2 separate regions of the Sus scrofa genome follow, and region 2 is linked to region 1. The links are chromatin contacts, called in public Hi-C maps. All regions are on one chromosome and are shown on one strand. The core of a region is the stretch at or near the end of the contact, and the rest is flanking DNA. Distances in the headings are between cores, read along the strand shown. Region 1 overlaps ANXA13 (annexin A13). Region 2 has its middle 47 kb from the start of WDYHV1.

Evidence for each region. A called contact is a pair of places that touch in the nucleus more often than the background predicts.
Region 2: a Hi-C map of retroperitoneal adipose tissue shows a contact between it and region 1, with 2.1 times the contacts expected there. A contact is called at or near these places in 16 of 47 Hi-C or Micro-C datasets (alveolar macrophages, brain, embryonic fibroblasts and 8 more) and 2 of 2 datasets of targeted methods (alveolar macrophages and skeletal muscle).

What each region holds. Positions count from the first base shown.
Region 1 is chr4:15,745,624-15,752,386 of Sscrofa11.1, forward strand. ANXA13 (annexin A13) reads left to right here. Exons shown (of 11, transcript XM_013996500.2): 4 at 624-794; 5 at 3,291-3,324; 6 at 3,426-3,505; 7 at 5,155-5,223; 8 at 5,635-5,736. Among named protein-coding and RNA genes, the nearest start is that of ANXA13, 41 kb to the left of the region's middle.
Region 2 is chr4:15,948,790-15,955,552 of Sscrofa11.1, forward strand. No RefSeq gene overlaps it. Among named protein-coding and RNA genes, the nearest start is that of WDYHV1, 47 kb to the right of the region's middle.

The DNA of each region.
Region 1 (6,763 bases), core at 2,843-5,342:
TGTGAGCCCCAAAATGTTCTGCAAATGCTGGTTGCTATTGCTTTATGTCTGTTTGTTTCTTGGGGGTTTTTTGGTTTTTGTTTTTGTTTTTTGTCTTTTTGTCTTTTTTAGGGCCGCACCCGAGGCATATAGAGGTTCCCAGGCTAGGGGTCGAATCGGAGCTGTAGCTGCTGGCCTACACCACACCAATGGCAGATCCACGCCGTGTCTGCGACCTACACCACAGCTCACGCAATGCCAGATCCTTAACCCACTGAGGGAGGCCAGGGATCAAACCCGCAACTTCACGGTTCCTAGTCGGATTTGTTTCTGCTGCGCCACTACGGGAACTCGGCTGGTTGCTATTGTAATTCACCTTTGTGGTCCCCAGAAGGGCAGGGGGTCTTCTCTCTGCCTCTCTGCCAGCCTTGGTGGAAGACAGACAGGCAGTCAAGTGACCACCGTCCTCCAGAACAGGTCGCTCAGGCCTGGAGAGCCCCTGTCTAGATGGTGCCCTGTGGGGCCATGGCAGGTGTCCTGCCGCCCCACCCCGGCCCGCCGTAGGCCAGGCAGCAGGGGGAGCAGACACCTGTTCCTCTGCTCGCAGGCCATTCCCAGCCAAGACCCTCCCTCTCTTCCCACAGGACCTGGAGGAGGTGCTCAAGAGTGAGCTGAGTGGAAACTTCGAGAAGACGGCCTTGGCCCTTCTGGACCGCCCCTGCGAGTACGCTGCCCGGCAGCTCCGGAAAGCCATGAAGGGCCTGGGGACAGACGAGTCCGTGCTCATCGAGATCCTGTGCACGAGAACCAACAAGGTCAGTCCAAGCTGAGCCCTGGACCGGCCCCAGGGCTGCGTCCACACGCCCATCAGAGATGGTTAGAGCCGCCAGAAGGGAAAGTCCTCCCGCATCCCACCCACGGGATGGGCAAGTGTTGGGCAGAGACGTGTCCGCTTGGTTCACACTAGAGAGACACCTCTTCCAATCTCCGATCGTCAGTCTTGGTGTTGCTGCCCCTAGCTTGACAGAATAGGACCTTCCAGAAGAGCTGTGTCAGTCAGCTTTCATTTTTCTAAAGAGATGCACGGTTTCGTATGCAGGAAGAAAGTTCTGCTTTACCCACCTGGCCTGACTTCGCAGGTCTCCTGGCACAAACAATGAAGCAGGCGGTCCAAGTATGGCTGCGTCTAGTGTCAAGTGCAAGAACGAGGCGGGGAGGTGGGTGGTGCCGAGGAGATCCCAGTGGGCACCCCCAGGGCTGCCACTGCCTGCCAGAGGTTTCCGTGTCCTTCTGTCAGCAGACCTCGCCCCCCGCACCATCTCAGGAGCTGCAAAGAACATTCGTTAAGGCCCTCACAGAAGCCCATTCATCTTTGGTTCCAGAACCCACCAGGGCCAAGGAATTCATCAAGAGTAAAGAGGGTCCACGGATCATTATCTGAAGATCCTTCCCTCTTCCATGATACCCATCGTGTAGAAGAGGGAGGCCCAGTAAGGAAAATGCCAGAAAAACCTAACATTCTTGGAGGCTTCTGGGTGGGAAACAGAAGCCGCGGTTGGAGCAGACAGCAAGGAAAAACCGCAACCGCGTCCTGGCGCTAAAATGCCATTTAAGCCTGGAGTGCCGATGACCTGAGCTGGTTCCTCCTGCTCAGCCTGTGCTGTCAGGCCATGTTTCCCGAAGTATCGTCATATTCCACACTGCAAAACCCTTCCCTCCTCACCCCTGGACTTCTTTTCTTCCCGCAGGATAACAAAACCCCTCCACCTGGGCAGTTTTCGATTAGCGTGCCTTAGAGGAGGCAGCGCTTGCACAGGAGGATGGCATCAATCTGTCCACTAACCACCCAGCTTTCCTTAATATTCCTCTCCTTTCCGCAAGTACCAAAGTCCCAGCGACCGGGCATCCAATATCTGAGCAGCCTACCTTGGCAAGAAGGTTAATTTGGCTCATGCTTTTTCTAATCTCATTTGTCCACATGTGGTTCATCCTCAGCCAAGTTTCTTTCAGGTCCTGGTCTCAAACAATGAGCACAGCCTTTTTTTCTTTTCCAATCAGCTAGATCGGACGGTAAAAAGAAGAAAAGCAGGCAGAGAGCAGACCCCGGGTTCAGGCAGGTCCTGGGAGTGGGCTGGAAGGAGGAGAAAGCAGACGGGCTGCAGAATCACAGGTGTCCAGCCCCTGCCTGCTTTCCGCTCCCTCCGTCCACCCTGGCAACCTCAGCCTGGCTCCTCACCCTCTGCTGCCCCCTCCACCTTCTCCCTCCACTGCCCGCTGACTTTCCTTTAAAACAGTTTATGGGAGATGCTGTGGGGAAATGTCTGCTCTGACACACTGCTCGTTCAAGTGTACACCGAGGCAGCTCCCAAGTGGGCCAGTCGGCACAAGCTACCGAAACAGACAGCCCTACCTCATTTTAATAAATAGACAGCCCTGCCTCGTTTGTTTGTTTGTTTGTCTTTTTGCCTTTTCTAGGGCCGCAACAGCGGCATATGGAGGTTCCCAGGCTAGGGGTCCATTTGGAGCTGTAGCCACCCACCTACACCAGAGCCACAGCAATGCAGGATCCGAGCCGAGTCTGCGACCCACACCACAGCTCATGGCAACACCTGATTCTTAACCCACTGAGCGAGGCCAGGGATCGAATCTGCAACCTCATGGTTCCTAGTCGGATTCGTTAACCACTGAGCCACGACGGGAACTCCCTGTTTTCATTTTTAACTAAGGAGAATGTAAGCTAAGGGACTCCTTCACTAAATCAGAAAGAGAAGGACAAATACCATATGATATTACTGATACAGAGAGTCTAATACATGACACAAATGAACCTATCTACGAATCAGAAAGAGACTCACAGACAAAGAGAACAGACTTGTGGTTGCCACGGGGGAAGCGAGTCGGGGGGAGGAATGGACTGGGAGTTTGGGGTTAGCAGATGCAAATCATTACACATAGGATGGGTAAACAAGGTCCTACAATATTCAATATCCTGTAATAAACCATAATGGAAAAGAATATACACATACATATAACTGAATCACTCTCCTGTACAGCAGAAATTAACACAACATTGTAAATCAATTATACTTCAATACACTTTTTTTTTTTTTTTTTTTTTTAAAAAGGACTCCTTCATAAAGTCAGGGGCTTGTTCCAGGCCTAGACCTTGACCTGTCCGGATGGCCCCTCTGTATCGGAAAGGAATGCTGTGTCCAGAGACAAGCTCCTGCCTCTTCCCTTTGCATGTCTCTGCCTATCTTATCTATTAACCCCGCCTTGGAATATTGATCTTTTTTTATTACCTTTCCCAGGAAATCATCGCCATTAAAGAGGCCTACCAAAAGTGTAAGTGACCTTTTGTTCTGACTTTAGATAAAGAATGTTCCTTCCAAAATACCTCTGGGAAACTAAATCTGCTCTCTCTCGTCCTTTTTTCTTCTCCAAAGTATTTGACAGGAGCCTTGAATCAGATGTCAAAAGTGATACAAGCGGAAACCTAAAAAAAATTCTGGTCTCCTTGCTACAGGTAAGCGTAAAGAGGTCTTGCCTGCTTTGGGATCGTGAGATAAAGCCTGTGGCAACTTGGCACCACGAAGAAAAAGGCGATATAGATAATAAACCCTTCCTAATTTTATTACAAATGTTATCGAGGGACTGTCGACATGTGTCCTGTCAGCCCAGCTATTGTGAAATTACTCAATGGCAATTTTCGCCATGATCACAAATCTGCCTAGTTATTTGCAGTTGGCAATCCTTTTTTTGTTAATGAGTTATTTCATCAAGCATCATCAACTCATTTTGCCAGTGAGGAACCCCCAGGTGTAGGTAAGACAAAGCTCAGGTGCAAGAACCAGCCCCATCTGACCCCAAGCCGGGCCCTTTTCATGACACAGCTAACTCCAGGACTCAAGGAGTCTAAGCCAGGCTGCGGGGAGTTTGGCTGGGAAAGCAGGGCTTTCAGAACTGGCCCTGCTTAGGACACAGCCCCCTGGCCTCCAGCCAGATAGCATCTGCACTCTCATTGACACAGCCGTCTTGATGAGCTTTGTGGGCTTCCTCTGTTTCATTACTCTGCTGCTGGAGAGACTGACAGCAGAGAACACACAGAGCAGGCTTCAGCTGTAGCAGGAAGAGTGTGTGAGTGTTCTCCTGATTCAGAACAAAACTGCCACAAACTTAGCAACCTAAGCAGTGCAGACCTATGATTGAGCAGTTTCCACGGGCCAGGAGTCCTGTCACAGGTTAGCCGAGTCCTTGGCTCAGGGTATCTCCAGGCTGAAATCAAGGTGTCATCCAGGCCTGCCATCTCCTCTGAGGCCCCGGGGTCCTCTTCCGAGCTCACTGACTGTTGGCAGATTTCGGTTCCCTGTGGCTGTGTGGCTGATGGTCCTAGTTCCTTGATGTTGACCAGAGCCCACACTCGGCCGGTAGAGGCCATCTGCAGTCCCCTGTCATGTGGCCCCATAGACAGTGCAGAGCACGGCTCTTTGGTTTCCTCCAGGCCAGAGGAAGCACATCTCTAACTTCTTCCATCTCTCTGACCTTTTAAGAGCTCACCTGATTGGGTCAGGCCTCCCCCAAAGAGCACCTTTTTTGATGAACTCAACTGATTAGGGATCTTAATTACATCTGCAGACATGCCCCTTGCCATACACGCAAAACATGATCACACGAGTGATACCTCACTATGTCCATAGGTCTTGCCCACCATCCATGGGAGGGGATTAAACAAGGCGGTGGGCCGTTGAGGTCATCCGAGAATTCTGCCTGACACTCAGGGCTTAGGTGAGACCTCAAACCTTCCATGACCAACGTTCAGGGCTCTTCACGACTGAGTCCCTGAGAGGCAAAGTTTGATATTTTGAAAGGAAGACTATTAGCACCTCAATGGACTCATTCGAGGGGACATCAGGATGTCGCTCAGAGGTCAGTGGGGTTTCTGAGTGACCCTGGTTGCTAGGAGAAAAAAAACGTACAAATGTGTTGGTCGCAGAGGCTACTCTGTTCATCAGTTGTGCCCAAAAGATGGCAGCAAAGAGCAGCGCTGCCACTTTGCCCGGATGAGTCCAGCTTCCGGCCACCCCTCTGAAGCCACCCGTCTTCTGGGACTTGCCCTCTTTGTTTTTTGTGGTCAAGCAGGAACTCAAGTTCACAACAATGTGTTGACTTTTCTAGGCTAATCGTGAAGAAGGAGATAACGTGGACAAAGACCTCGCAGGTCAGGATGCCAAAGATCTGTATGATGTGAGTATGCAGACCTGCAGGCTCTGCAAATTCTTTTCTTTTTTCATGAACATTACTTTCAACAAAATGTTTCGTTCTGGCATGTGAATTGGAATTAATTGGGAAATAAGTATGATCTTTAACATATTTGTCATACATACAGTCTTCGTGTACCTAAAAGAATTGTTCCTATTCTTACACCCTGGGGATAACCACTTTAGATCTCTTCTGGAACGCCTGAGGGTATAAATAACATAAACAAATATGTGAGGTATACTTGTGGGCTAGAAGGTGGAAATACTGCGGCGATCAATGCTGCTTCTATTCAGCGCACATTTTATCATTCCCGGTAAGGGTGACTTGGTCACAGCTCTATACATTCAGTCTTTTTGCAAAAAGCTTTTTCAAAAGTGTTCGCACTCTGCCGTCTAGGCAGGGGAAGGCCGCTGGGGCACGGACGAGCTTGCCTTCAATGAAGTCCTGGCCCAGAGGAGTCACAAGCAGTTACGAGCCACCTTTCAAGCCTACCAAGTGGTAAGTGATCCAGCACAAGGGCAGCTGAAACCGAATCTCAGGCTATTTCCAAAAGAGGTCCAGATCTGAGGTATGGAACTAGGAGGGGCTTTTACAACAGAGCTTCTCATCAGGGGTCGTTTTGCCCCTCCCCCGACCCTTCGTGGCTCATCGGTTAACGAGCCCAACTAGGATCCCTGAGGATGTGGGTTTGATCCCTGGCTTCACTCAGTGGATCAAAGGGTTAAGGATCCGGTGTTGCCGTGAGCTGTGGCATAGGTCACAGATGAGGCTCGAATCCTGTGTTGTTGTGGCTGTGGTGTAGGCCGGCAACTGCAGCTCTGATTTGACCCCCTAGGCTGGGAACCTCCATATGCCATGGGTGTGGCCCTAAAAATAAAAAAAATAAAAAAAATAAAAAATTCAGCCTCCAAAAGTTAAATAAGATGTATGCTTACCATTTATATGCTAAGCCTACAAATGTTTGCTGTTATTATTATCACAATTTACAGTTGGGCTAACAGTGCCTGCCTACCACTTCCCAGAGACAGATAAGGATAATACCTCCGACATACACTCCTGAAAAGATGTGTATAAATCACTTTTATGCAATTAATTTTTTAATCTAATCATTTTAAGCCAACAAAGCTGAGTTATCTATTTCAAGGCACACAGTGGTTCGCCCTTCCCTGAAAGTCAGTCTTTGGTTGTAAGAAGCCCCTTGTGGAATATCAGATTTTTTTTTTTTTATATATTTGTGGATTGCTTTTAACTATTCAAAGCACTTCTGTGCCCTGTATCTCATTTCAATTTCACAACAGTACTGCAACTCTAACGTAGGCTGAAGGGCCACTGTTACCCACAATTGCTGGACAAGGAAAGTCTGTTATGAGTAAGGAAGCATCTGTAATGTATCAGGACCACACAGCAAGTCAGTAGCAGAAAGCGGATGAGAACTCCCAAGATTCCCCAGCCCCAGCTCCTACCTCGGCTTGAGCTGGCTGCTCCTCACTCAAAAGAGCGTTTCCTATGTGTTGCCAGCAGATGA
Region 2 (6,763 bases), core at 2,417-4,916, 200 kb after region 1:
CATCTACAGCATAAACGACTCGCACAGAACAGCAACCAATAGCTGGCAGAAGAACCTAAACTCTAAAAAGACAAAAAAATGAAAAAAAAATGGTCTTGATCTAAGGCACCTGCTGTTCATTAGAATCTCTAGGGGCACCTTTTTAGAAGAAAACAGATTCTCAGTCTTCACTTTGGCCTACTAAGGAAGAATCCCCAAGGATAGAATCCCCAAATCCGTAAAATCTTAAAACATCCCTGCAAGTGGGGTGTAGTTGGTTCAAAGACAGGTGCTTTGGGACCTCTATTTTGGGGGAACAAGGGGGAAAAAAGTTTAAGTAAATGCATCCATGATACTGCAATGTCAACCAGCTTTCTGTTCTTATATTCACAGTAAAGATGGCCTAACCTTAACTCATATCATTTGCTTTGGAAACTCGCTGCATCCCACTGGGGGGTGAATTTGATATTAGAAACAGGTGCATTGACTTCACTTATCTGCACTATAAAGATATGAGGCAAAACCAAAGAACTTTTAAGGCTGCCCGAGAAAGAACTCACAAAAGAGAGCAGAGATTAAGCAAGGGCACCACTCCAAACGTCCTACTTTATAATAAACTCCAGATTATGAGCAAGACACTCTGCTTGGCAACCTGCACAGGGCTGGTTATTTTCCAGCGGCTGCACCAGATCCACTCTCCACCCTTTCCCATCCTCTTTGTCACCTGAACGGCTGACCCATGGAAACTGCATCTGTGGTCCCTTGCCTGTGTCTTCCGGCCAGTGGAAGAAAGACAGAGATCTGGAGGAGGGGGCAGGGTGGGAGGCAACACCCCCCCTGCTGTAATTAATTACCACAAACCTAAAGGCTTAAAGCAACACAAATGTATGAAGATGAATGTATCAATGTTCTGGAGATCAGAAGTCAAGAATTAGGTTGGCAGGGCTGGTTCCTTCTGGAGGCTTTCAGGGAGAATCCATTCCTTTGGCTTTTCTAGTTTCTAGAGGCTGCCTGCTTTCCTCGGCTCTTGGCTCCACGTCACTCTGACATCTGCTTCTGCCACCACCTCTCCTTTTCCTTTCCCATCCCTGACCATCCATCCTCCCTCTGGTAAGGGGTGCTTGGGCCCAGCGACCACCATCTTTTGCACAGGCGACCCCAACAGCATTCCTATGCTGTCTAGTTCATTCTCCACACAGCAGCAAGTCAGATCACGTCACTGTCTATTCAGGACCTTTTGGTGGGTTTTCACTACACTCTGAATAAAACCCAATGCCTTACCAAGAGTGGCGAAGGCCCTCCGTGATCGGTCCTGCCTCTTTCCAGCCTCACTTCATCCCATTCTCCTCGTTATACTCTAGCCCAATCACCCCCTTTCAAGCCCTTGAACTTGTCAAGGTCTTCCTTCCCCCACCTCACAGTCTTTGTATTGCTTCTTCTTCCTGGGCTCTCTCTCATCTTCAGGGCTTAAAGGCCACCTACTCCAGGAAGCCTCCCTTCACTTCCCCATGCAAGGTAGGATCTGACCTTCCTTCCCAGTCCCAGCTCCATTATTCCATCTTTCAACCCTCTGATCATTTCCTTGGTGGCACCTACTACAGTTTGGAATGATTTCACTTGCTTGTTTGTTTTTTTAGTGTATTATCTATTAGGTTGTAAATCCATGAGCACAAGGATTATATCTTACCTAATACCGCATCCCTCCTGCCTTTGAGGCTGACAAAGCAGGCCCTTAATGCAATATTTGTTGTGTGTGGTATACGGCTACTTCTTAGACTCTAAGAAGCAATGGCTGGAGTTCCCGCTGTAGCACAGTGGGTTAAGAATCCGACTGTAGCGGCTCCAGGTATGGGTTCAGTCCCCAGCGTGGTACAGTGGGTTAAGAATCCAGCATTGGAGTTCCCGTCGTGGCTCAGTGGTTAACGAATCTGACTAGGAACCATGAGGTTGCAGGTTTGATCCCTGGCCTTGCTCAGTGGGTTAAGGATCCGGCATTGCCATGAGCTGTAATGTAGGTCGCAGATGCGGCTCGGATCCCTCGTTGCTGGCATAGGCCAGCAGCTACAGCTCCGAATGGACCCCTAGCCTGGGAATCTCCATATGCCACAGGAGTGGCCCTAGAAAAGGCAAAAAGACAAAAAAAAAAAAAAAAAAAAAAAAAAAAAGAATCCAGCATTGCCACAGCTGAGGCATAGATCACAGCTTCAACTTGGATTCAATCCCTGGCCTGGTAACATCTATACACTGCTGGTGAGGCAAAAAAAAAAAAAAAAAAAAAAGCAATGGCTAATAAAGCCAAAGTTGTAAATGTTATTGCTATGTGGGCCAGTTTCCTTTACTTGTTAACAAACTCTCCAACCTGACTAGCTGTTGCCATCATTATATCTCCAGCCCCACTATAATGCTGCAGGTAATAAATGCATCAAATATAAATCCTTATCACTACTATTCGATTCATTTAATTCGATAGCTACTTAGAAGCACTACACACTGTGTATCTTACAAAGACGGGGTGGGGGTGAGTGTCATCTACGTAACAATGAAGAATTGCAGTATTTTACTTATATATGTAAATAATAGCAGAAATTAATCATGATGCTTATTAATATAGGCCAGAAATCATGATAAATTTATTATATACATAATTCATTTAAACTTCACAACAGCCCGACGACAGTGTAGCATACCAACTAAGAACAAGCTTCTAGGAGCTTCCTGGTGGCTCAGCAGGTTAAGTACCTGGCATTGTCAATACTGTGGTGCGGGTCTCTGCTGTGACAAAGGTCCCATCCCTGGCCTAGGAAATTCCACACGCCACAGATGCAGCCCCCCCCCCCAAAAAAGGAACAAGTTTCGAAAAGCATATTAATTTGGTTTTATTTATTTATTTATTTATTTATTTATTTATTGTCTTTTTGCCATTTCTTGGGCCGCTCCCACCAGCATATGGAGGTTCCCAGGCTAGGAGTCTAACTGGAGCTGTAGCCACCGGCCTATGCTACAGCCACAGCCACAGCAATGCGGGATCCGAGCCTCGTCGGCAACCTACACCACAGCTCACGGCAACGCCGGATCCTTAACCCAATGAGCAGGGCCAGGGATCGAACCCACAACCTCATGGTTCCTAGTCAGATTCATTAACCACTGAGCCACAACGGGAACTCCATATTGGTTTGGTTTTAAATGCCAGTTCTGCTACTCTTGCAAAGTTCCTTAACTTCTCTGTGCTTCCATTTCTTCATGGGTAAAGTGGGGATAACGGTATAACCACATCTTTTAGGGTTCTTGAGAGGATTAAGTGAGATCATGTATGTGATGTGCTTGGCTCAGTGCCTGGCTATAGCAGCATACCATCGATGCTTCTTAACTTGCTCTTCTGGAGGATGCTGTTTGTCTTACAGCATCAAATGATGCATCCAACCCAGAGAGAGAATGAATTAGCCAGGCTGAGTTCCTGCCCTTTAGAAGCACACCATCAGAGATACACGCTCAGAATTCAGAAGAAGAGAGAGCACACATGTCCCTCCAAATGGCTGCGTTCATTTCATGGGCCAAGCCCAGGAAACCCATGTTCTCATTTCCTTTTCTACCAAAATAGCTCCCCGAAAAGGCCCTGGATTATTCTCTGCTCCCTGAAGAGTCCTTGGATTATTATAGTTCCTTAAACGCCCTCAAATTCTCAGGAGGGAAGGAATGTTTTTTTAAAGCAGGCACAGCTTGGAACTAGAAGACAAAAGGTTAAATTTCTTAAGCTACAACAATGTAACTCATTTCCTGTTTTTCTCAACTGTCTAGACACAGATCTCATAAGCATTAGCCATGAATCCCACCATCAGGTTAAAAATAGAAGGTTTAAATATGAAATGCTGTGGTGGGGGAAAGATTGTAGGTTTCTACCTTCATCCACAAAATGACTACTTTGAAACAGGATATTTTGTCTTTGTTGTTAGCTTTTCCATAAGTTCTGCTGAGCTGTATTTCAAGGGCAGGAGCAGAGAACACCTTTTCTCTAAAGAATATATTTGCCCCTTGTTGAAGCAAACATAATTTTCCCCACAGACTTTAAAAGCCATTTGAAGACATACCTTATAGCAGCTTCTCTCAACAAGGACTAGGATCACACTTACTTTTAAAATTTCACATTATTGTGCAGGCCAACATTCAGTCCCAAATAAATTTATGTAACACAAATCACACATAAATTTGTTTACTTCTTCTTATTCTTCTACCTTCTGCTTCCATAAAGTTGTCTGATAAATATTTTGTTTATAACATGCAATTTTTTTTCTTTTTGGGCCACAATGGTGGCATATGGAAGTTCCCAGACCAGGGATTGAAGCTGAGCCATAGCTATGACTTATGCCACAACTGTGACAACACCAGATTCTGAACTGTGCTGGACTGGGGATGGAACCCTCACCACCATGGAGACAACGCCAGATCATTAACCACTGTGTCACAGAAGAAATTCCTGGGAAAAAAATTTTTTGGAACTCCTTTGATAATCCCTGGAGAGGGTTACACAAGTGTGGAGGGTCTGTCATGACAAGGTTCCCAAATTTATTGGACCACAGAGCCCTTTTATCATGATAAGCCTGCTAACCCCTCCCAAAACAATATTCCATGGAATACCAATTTAGGAAACATAAATTGGATACTTCTATGATTTTTTTTCCTGTTTTCAGAATTATATGATGTTAGGGCTCTTCTCTAATAACCTCAGCTATGTGATCATAACATAAAATTGAAAGTAAACAAGTACTACTGACTCTGCAAAATACCGTAACATTCTCTTGATTTGGGGGAGAAAAATAGAAGCCTGTCTTGCCCACACTCATGCATTTACTTTATTTTTATTTATTTATTTATTTTGTCTTTCTGTCTCTTCTAGGGCCGTACCCAAGGCATATGGAGGGAGGTTCCCAGACTAGGGGTCTAATTGGAGCTGTTGCCACCGGCCTACGCCAGAGCCCCAGCAACTCAGGATCCGAGCCGCGTCTGCGACCTACACCACAGCTCACAGCAACGCCGGATCCTTAACCCACTGAGCGAGGTCAGGGATCGAACCCACAACCTCATGGTTCCTAGTCAGATTCATTAACCACTGAGCCACGACGGGAACTCCTCATGCATTTACTTTAGAATGAATGCATTCGTTATGGCTTTTAGTATTTATACAGATTCACACTGAAATAAAGGTAGATATGAGTGTTAGTATACATACACATATTTTCTAGCTCTGTCCACTGAGAGGACCTAGAAGCAATGACACCCCAGTAGCAATGAGCATATCCACCACCAAGACCATGGTTTCTAAATCCATTCTCTAGTAAAAGGAACTAAGTGCTTTTTTTGGGGGGGAGGGGGGTGATGTTGATTCCAGGGTTTGGCAAGGAAAATGCAAGATGAATCTAGAAAAAGAAGGAAGTGTCATAAAGTAAGACGGTACTAACAAATGATGGAGCATGTTGAAAAGATACAGAAGCCAACAAAGCTCCTAGTGGCCAAAAAAAAGAAAAAAAAATTGCTGCTTGCAAGAATCCTCCACAGATACTAAAACTAGTGTGCAAAAGTGTAAGAAATAGGTATTTTCATAGTCTCAAAGTATTTTCACAGCCACAAAAGGAAAAACAGTAACTTACAATGGAGAAATCTGACAGATACCACTTAAACCAACAGATCTAAGTTAGCAACACCGGTTATAAAATACGCTGGCATCGTGTACCTCCTGATATGGCACATAACATTTCTTCTGAGGTATCCCTGATGAAACTGCATTAGCTCCGTTTTCTTTTTCTTTTTTAACAGCTGCAGCTGCTGCATGTGGAATTCCTGGGCTAGAGGTGTAATTGAAGCTGCAGCTGCCAGCCTATGCCATGGCCACAGCAACGCCACATCTGAGCTGCATCAGTGATCTTTACCACAGCTCATGGCAACTCAAGATCCTTAACCCAGTGAGCAAGGCCAGGGATCAAACGCTGTGTCCTCACAGAGATGACGTCAGGTTCTTAACTTGCTGAGCCACAATGGGAACTCGGATTACCTCAATTTAATCAAAGAATACACAGACAAATCCAGATTGAAGGACATGCCACAAAGCAACTGATGAGTTCTCTTCAAAAGTGTCAAGACCATGAAACAATACAAAGCTTAGAGAAGACTTAGTCTCCTCATAACAAACTTACTGCCTTGAACTAAGAAATTGGAGTATTAAATAGGAAAACAAGCAATTTCAAGTAAGATCTGTAGTTAACAGTGTTGCATCAATGTTAACTTCTTGATTTTGATCATCATGCTACAGTTAGTTAACATGTTAACATTAGGGAAACCAGTGAAACAAATATAGAAATTATTGGAGTTCCCGTCATGGCACAGTGGTTAACGAATCCAACTGGGAACCATGGGGTTGCGGGTTCGGTCCCTGCCCTTGCTCAGTGGGTTAACAATCCGGCATTGCCGTGAGCTGTGGTGTAGGTTGCAGACGTGGCTCGGATCCCATGTTACTGTGGCTCTGGTATAGGCTGGTGGCTACGGCTCCGATTCAACCCCTGGCCTGGGAATCTCCATATGCCGCGGGAGCAGCCCAAGAAATAGAAAAAAAAAAAAAAAAAGAAATTCTTTGTACTATTTTTGTAACTTTTCCTTGTCTAAAATTAGTTCAAACTTTTCTGAAGTTAAAAAAAAGTATGTTCATTAACTAAGCATTTATAACTCAATGCCTGTGCATACCAATGATATTAAAAATATGAATAGTAATACTAATAACATGATAAAGTTAAAAAAA